2 separate regions of the Gossypium arboreum genome follow, and region 2 is linked to region 1. A link is a contact called in public Hi-C data. All regions are on one chromosome and are shown on one strand. The core of a region is the stretch at or near the end of the contact, and the rest is flanking DNA. Distances in the headings are between cores, read along the strand shown. Region 1 holds the start of LOC108487382 (18.5 kDa class IV heat shock protein). Region 2 holds the start of LOC108488450 (acyl-coenzyme A oxidase, peroxisomal-like).

Region 1 (4,279 bases), core at 1,546-4,045:
AATATAACTTTCAATTATTTTGTGTTAAATTTGAAGTAAGAGAAAATCGTGATTAAAGACAGCATATTTGATTATTCAAAGCAATTTAAGTATAGTATTTTAAAATTATGGTAACAAGTTTCAAGTTTATCACATCAGATTTATAAATGAATGCTTCTGAATTTTTGGATCACCTGGATACTGCAATACTAAAGATGAAATTATATGCCTTTTTTTTTTATTTATTCCACTAGTGATTTTAAATTTTACAACTTAATACCCTCTCACCATCAACTCTAAATTTCATAATCACAGGTACAAGGTCGGGTCATGATTCAATATCTTTTATTTTCTTTCTCAACTTGTTTCTTATTTGAAAAGTTTGCATTCATTATTTATTTAATATTGGAAATTTAAAAGATTTAATTAATAAATTATAAATAGGGTGGAATCAATTTACAGTTATTGTAAGAATTTGAGACTTAGATGCGATATATTTAATTTACTTTTTATTTCACGCTACACTATCTAATATTATCACCATCATTTTATAATTTTTTTAATATAAAAAATATCAATTTCTCTCAAATATTTTCTTTCCAAATTAAAAACTTAAAGATTATAATAATATATTAAACAACAACATGGTACGAAAAAGAAAAAAAGTCAAATAAATAACATAATTTATACAAAAATATTTAGCGAAAAGTCTTTTACATATAAAGAGCTGAAAAGAAAATAATTTGTATTTTTGTTTTGTGCTTTTAATCGTGACATCAAATCCTTAAATTCCTTTCTTTTCTCTCGATAATGTTGAGACATTACCCAAAGAACAAAATTCATTAGCAAGACATATAAATCAAAATATAAAAAAAAAATTTACAAACCTAATATATATAGATATAAGCCAAATCAATTAATTTGTAAAATTTGCTTTAAAATCCATACTCAACCTTTAAATTTAGCCTTTCAAGCCCTATCATATATTAATATTTAATTATTATATAATTAAAAATAAAAATATTTTGATAATATAAATTATAACTTAGACACAATAATAGGGTCTTGAACCTAAAAGTATTCATGAGACAAGCTGGGCCGATTTCAAAAAACAGGCTTAAAATTTTATTCAAGCTCGACTTAAATAAAAATATTAAAACTCAAGCCCGATCCAACCCATCCATATTAATTTTTATATTATTTTAAAATTATATAATACATCAAAAATACTAAAAACATCAAAATAAATATTTCTCAACAAATTAAAAATAAATTTTAAAAATATATAGACTTAAATACCATTAAAATAAATACAACTTAACAAATAAATACCTCTAAAATAATAAAAAATTAACAAATACTTTTAAAATAATAACAAAGTTAACAAGAAAATAAATTTTATACAATATCTAAATAATAACAACATAATAATAAAATAGTAACAAAATAAAAAAATAACATTCAAAAATAAAAAAATATATAAATTTTTATTCTTTAATAAATTCAAGTTAAACCGAGCAGAGCCAAACCCAGGCTAAAAATATTTTACCAAAGACTTATCTGACCCAAGACTCAATTCATTTTTTAAATTTATTTTTTAAATTAGCTTTTCTTTTTTTTATCCAAACTTATTTTTCGGGCCTATATTTTTACTCAAATCTGCCAAATAGCCAGACCCATGAAAACCCCTACCTGGATCCATCCATCCCTGGGTGTCATCATCTTCAGCCCCTTTGGAATTGTTCATCCTTTTACCAGTTCCAACAATTTACCATTTCGAGTTTCGATTTCTTTATCTTAAAAATGAAGTTCCGAAATGGTTTCAACTTGTTCATGTCTATTAACAAAACTTAGATTCTTTCCCCTGAATAATGGAATTTTCTCTTTCACCTCAACATCCTCTACTCATCTAATCTTTAATTTTATCCAAATATCTTCTGACAGGCGGTGATGAATTGAGGTATTGTATCGGCTTGAATTCTGTTCCTAACTTCTTAAACCAAAGTTGAAGCAAAGTACACAACACAAAAGTGCTTTTATTACTACTAAAACTACTGTTCTAGTACAAGAACCTACTTACTCTTTGACATTAAACACATTTTTTCAAGCTTCAAAACACAACAAACACCATAGAGTAGAGCATCACTTGACATTTTGCATTAAAAAAAAAAGTGAAATTACTCTGTGATTTCAACGACCCTAACATTTGGCCTCTCCGGAGCTTGAGTTTGCTTCCCAATAGTGACGATGAGCATCCCATTCTCCATAAAACCTTCAATCTCATCAGTCCTTGCATTGTCGGGCAACTTGAACCTGCTCATGAAGTTACCATTTTCAGTGCTTATCTGAAGCATCCTGTCATCATCGATGAAAACCAGAACTTCATCTCTGGTGACCCCTGGAAGGTAGGCTTTGTAGACATGGGCCCTTGGGGTTTCTACACAATTGAGTTGGGTCCCCAAGGAGGGGAAAATTTCAGAGGAGAAACCAGGGAAATGGGTGGAAAGAAATGAAGGGAAAGGGAAAGGGAAAGAATGGGAGAATGGGTTCAAAACATCCAAGTTGTTGAATGGATCCCATAATTCAAGAGAGAAAGGATCAGTGGGTGTGCCTTGTTGGCCATTGATCGGGACAATTGACATGGTTTCTTTCTGGTGGGTTTGGAGTGAAGGAGTGTGTTGAAAGCTCTTGATTTTGGAAACACAGTAAACAGAGGAAAGAGCAAAGTCTAGTTTAATGCGCTCCAACCTCAATGAGGAAATGAACAAAAAGGAAATCTCCAGCAGGGGCATAATTGACATTTCGTCTTTTCCGGCACTTTCTAGAATGATATGTTGGTATGAGAGTTTGAGGCTTCAACTGAGGTTTAGCCCACTCTAGAGCACTGTATTCTAGGCTTTTCCATTATTTTTACTTTTTAACTATGAAGATTCCATTACAGGTCGAAAGGTTAAAAAAATTCAGAACACATAAAAAGTATAAGGGGTTTTAAGCCCAAGCCCAGTACCCAAGTTGGAGTGGGAGTCTGGTTGGTGAAAGATGTCTGTAACACCTGATCAAATATTAGACCATATGTAAACAACACTTAGTCGTAAAAAAACTGCTACAACAACAAAACAAAAAAATAAGAATAACATTACTAAATTTCAAACAAGCCAAAAACAAACTCATCATTGGACTTCAACCACCAAAAACACTATGAACTGGTGCGTTTTTTCTCATAATCTTCCCGATGGATCTCCGCATAGCCCCAACAAGAAATGCTCTTCGAATCAAGTGTACAGTGTCAAACTTGAGAAAAACGAGCCTCTACTAGCGACCGGTCAAGCCTGAGAAATAAGAGGCTCGGCACAAGCCCCACAGTGGGGGAGTCCATGAAAAATGCAGGTTTACTTACATGAATTAGTTATAATTTCACTTAAAAATTTAGATCATATGTTATTATGAAGAATTAATTTAATACAGAACGTAGTGAAAAGTTATAGAACTAAAATAAAACTTAAAAAATTAATTTTTTTTAAAAAATTGGCTGTTGTCGCAAAATATTATTATAAAGAAGATATGTTGTATTTAGCACCTAAGTTTAACTTTAGTATTCAAGTTGATACCTAAAATTTAGCTTTAATGTTCACTTTGGTACCTAAGTTTTTCTATTTTGATACTTAAAATTTTTTTGTCTTAATTAGGTACCTGAGTTTAGTTTCAATATGTTCAATTTGGTACTTATGTTTGTTTACTATAGCATGTGTTGAAAATTTTTTGGGCCACATAATCTCATTTGGTTTAGATACCAAATTGAATATTGAAACCAAATCCAAGTACCAAATTGAGACAAAAAAACCTCAAATACCAAATTAAATACTAAAATCAAACTTAAGCACTGATTGATATATTAACCCAATAAAAAATTAAAAATTATATTGCATTAACCAGGAAAATATTATTGACATTTTAGGAAAATAATTTCTGGAAAATGATTTACTTTTCTGGAAAAGCTAATATTTTCTGGTGTTTGGATGAAACTGTATAAAATATTTTCTGTTGTTTGGTATATTTCTTAAAAACATTTCATAAAAGTTGTTTTCAATTAAACAAACATGCATTTGAGATTTTCTTATTTTCTCATTGTTTAATTAAATTTATTTTTATCTATAATTTTATATTTTACATCGTTTTGTATATATTAAAAATATTATGTTAAATTGATTCATTACAACGTCATTTTTAATTACATGACTACGATGTCAACAATTGGACTTGATTTTCAAATTTGAAAAGTAAAGGGACAAATTCTTGAAAA
Region 2 (4,011 bases), core at 235-2,734, 220 kb before region 1:
CCGACCCTCCCACCTACAAGTTCACCTAACATGGCAGCGAAACGTTTGTTTATAGTAGGGAGACTACTAGTGTATTTTCCATCTCGAGAAACATCGCCGAATCGATTAAGAAGGTTATCTCGGGGGATTCGAACCGAACGGAATCGCAGTGCTCCATTATCAACTCCATTCAAGCCAACTTTATGGCCACAATCGTGGATTTCGATTCCGGGAAGTGTTTGGAGAGTGTTTAAATCCCTTATTGGGACAATGAAAGCATGGACTCCCATATCGGAAACTTTTTTGGAGTCATGAGTTGGTAAAATGAGTTTAGCGAAAACTGTTGCGAATTTGCCATGAACTGCAGCATTCCCAATCCACCATTTGATGGCTCCATCATTTGGTGTGTCAATGATGAATTCATCTGTAACTGGATCAAATGTTGCCCTGGTTTGAAGACCTTGTACATTTGAGCCTTTCAAAATCCACATAAATTTCACAGTTTAGTTTTTTATACATAAAAAACACCACCATAATTTATAACAAGAAAATCCAGATTGTCATGGTTGAAACAGAGAGCTTACCGTGGTGTAGTTCTGTCATGGCGAAACACCCAGGATAATCCAGATTGTCGATTCCATCAAAATATTTATCCCTATGCTTTTCAGTTCCTAAGTTTAGCACTGAACCTCCCCAAAGACTGCACAATTTTAAGCATTCCAACTCACTACGATTAATCCAAAACCAATAAATTCCTCAAAAAAAAAAAAAACACCATAGATTCCAAAACTTAAAAAATGAATAACTTTCATAAATTTAAATACCCAAACTCCAAAAAGCAACCAAGATTGAATCTTTAATATACCTAAACTGGACGCCAAGTTTGATCCCAAGAGATACATCAATACTCCCAATAGCTTCAGTAATGGCGAAATACTTAGCAGGGTCATCAACAACATATCTAAAAGGCTTGATCTTTGCTTCTCTAACCAACGCAACCAGCTGTCTCATACAAAGCTCCCTATGTTCATTCATTGAAACCCCGACCGGGGTTTGTAAATCGGGCCTTGACTCGAAAAATTCAATGATTTTCTCTTGAATATCCCTGTTTTTCCCTCTCATGTAGGTTGAGAGAGAGACTTTGTCAACCTCCAGTTTATTGGCCGCCTTGGCGCATATTAGCATGTTGAGCTGGGGTGAAGGTTGAGAAGGTGGAAGCGGGGTCAGGTGAAGGGACAGAAGCTGGATACGGCGGCTCGCGGCGGTGATGTACGGATGGGATTCATCCTCCACCGTCTGATTTGGGTTCATGTTTTTACGACACCGGGGGATTATTATTATTTTTTTTTAAGCGGTGGTTTGTCTTCTGAAAATGTGAAGAAAAGGAGGGGACTGAGTAATTCAAACATAAAAGTCATGGTGACATGCCAATTTTTTATTGGAAGAAAGGAAAGTCGTTAAGTTAGCGCGGGGACTTGGGGGAATGGATATAGTGATGACGTGGCAGTTTTTGAGACAGAGTGGGATTTGACCTTTAGAGTTTGTTTTGTCCTGTTTATTCTTATCTTCCCATATACGCAGAATGGATAAACTTGGTTTTTCTCACACATATTTGGTTTATCTATTTTAAAAAATAATACAATTTATGCGATATTAATTTCATCCTTTAAAAATAGTAATTATTTTTTCTGAAAATTATTACGAAATTAAAAATAATTCAAATTTTAGCTTTTTAATATTTATAATTAATTCAGTTATTTATATTAGCTAAACTAGAGAAATATGTATTTTAAAAAATGGAAATAGGCTAAAAACAGCTAGTTTATTTATTATATAAATTCAAGTTAATTTTTCTTTTTACATTCAAATCTCATTTTTTAATTCTCTTAATTTTTAAAGTTTTTAGTTTTCAGTTTTTAAAAGATAATTTTTCTAAAGATGTTGTTCTTTTAATTTTATATTTCGTAACTTATTTGTTTTTAATTGGTTTTTATAATGATAATTCGCTAATTTATTTTGATAGCAAGCACATTTTGTGCATTTAATTACAAATGGTAAGAAAATATTTTTAATTTTTAATTTTAATTAAGTTCATTATTAAGTTGTTAATATAGTTAAATTTATAATTTTTTATGTTTATATAATTAGTCAAGATCGAATTTTAGAGACGTACATCCTCAATTTATTTGCGAGGGCAACGTGTGTAATTGAAGAAGACTTGTAAGAGATGGGATTTTTGCATGTGTCTTATATGCTAAGGGGGTGAAAACTGGATTCCACATTTGTCAACGCACTGGTGGAAAGATAGAGACCCAAGACACACATTCCATCCTTCATGCAATGAGTGTACAATCACACTTGGGGACGTATCGTTATAAATCAATTTATCGGTGGATAGGCCAATCGTAAAGATTGGCGATTTGAACGACATTTGTGATGCACTAGTAGGCAAGGTGTTGGAGAAGTTTTTTGGTAGCCGAATAGAGATGAAATGGTTGGAAGAAATTTTCAAATATTGTAACAACTCCGCAAGTGCCATTGAAAGGCAACAATACCCCCGAGCATTCATCTTGAGGTTAATCGGGGGTATTCTAATGTTCGATAAATCTCAAAACCTAGTACATCTAAGGTGGCTACTACAACTTGTTGACTTGAAAGAAGTGAGGCGACTCAGTTAAGGATCAGTTGTGTTGGCCACACTATACCGAAAGATGTGTTGAGTGACGCAACCATAAAAATTTAAAATCGGTGGTTGTATACTCCTTCTGCAGTCATGAGCATGATACTGGTTACCATTTTTATGTCTTTGAGTCAACACCCTTTATTGATTCCCACTCGTAACAAAGTAAATTTCATTTGATAATATAGTTATCATAATATTTATTCATTATTATATTTTTGAAATAAAATATTATTTAAATAGGTGAAACAATGGGGCAAGTCATGTGGGTATAGCGGGCGAGCTCGAAGACATTTGACTACTATTAGATCAACGATCGAAAGCAAAGATTAATTTTTGAATTTTTTAATTTTATAATATTTATGTAAGGATTTGAAACATAATATTAGATAGATAATGAAATTTATAATTTCATACTATAGTTTAAATTGATGTCATACGCCGATCCAAAAATTCAAGAATGCATCTCGGACGAATTTTTTGCCAATTGCAATATCTGGCAAGTCAAGGTGTCATTGATAGTTTTCGCGACAATAGAGATACACGAATCCAACTGAGTGCTATGCCAATTTGGGTTTAGGCAAACTATTCCGCCGTCACCCCAATACCTCGAAGAACTGCACAAGGTCAACTGGTGGGGGAAGACCGACAAAGATTGGATGAAATTCCACGAAAAATATATCAACATTTAGAAACATAGGTATAATTTCGTACCTATACACAACCTTGTTCTTGCACTAAAATTGGTTACCTCTCTAGACTACATGAGATGATTTAGACATCACGACAAGTCATATCTACTATCGAATGAGAAAAGGGCAAAGTAACGTCATCGTAGGAGGCCAAGACGATTCCGCATGAATCCTAGGTCAGGAATAAATGCTACCTTAACAAATTCATCATAAGCTCCAACCCAACATGAGTCACCGATGGTTACACCACTTCCAGTCAGTATGGTTCATATTATTTTGGTGTTTTCACTATCCCCGTTATTTTTACACAAGCATCACACTATCCACCATCGTACCCTGCATGCAGGTATATTTTTTACACCACCTCTGTCCCTAACACTATATTACATGATAATGCCTACAACAACATCGATGTATCTCACATCGCTGATAATTCCAACATTTTATCCACAATCGAGTTATGCGGCATCATACATTTATCCGCTGATAATGTTGCAAACACCCTCGACGTCATTGTTTTACTGAGTTGGCTCATATTGGCAACCACCTGTTAGTAGAACGGACGACATATGATGGCAACCTAGAACAACACCACACTCAACCAAGGAGGAATAAGATGAAAATGAAGATATAGTTTGAGGTGAAGATCAAGATAAAGAA

What was found. Hi-C and Micro-C count contacts between places; a contact is called where the count stands out from the background.
Region 2: a contact with region 1 is called in a Hi-C map of leaf, with 3 times the contacts expected there. The contact joins the promoter of LOC108488450 here to the promoter of LOC108487382 in region 1. A contact is called at or near these places in 2 of 5 Hi-C or Micro-C datasets (both in leaf).

The regions. Positions count from the first base shown.
Region 1 is chr10:16,242,343-16,246,621 of ASM2569848v2, reverse strand. It overlaps LOC108487382 (18.5 kDa class IV heat shock protein), which reads right to left and starts at 2,795. Exons shown (of 1, transcript XM_017791710.1): 1 at 1,985-2,795. The coding sequence starts at 2,780. The coding sequence ends at 2,157.
Region 2 is chr10:16,458,368-16,462,378 of ASM2569848v2, reverse strand. LOC108488450 (acyl-coenzyme A oxidase, peroxisomal-like) reads right to left here and starts at 1,484. Exons shown (of 7, transcript XM_017792729.2): 1 at 845-1,484; 2 at 564-679; 3 at 1-454. The coding sequence starts at 1,290.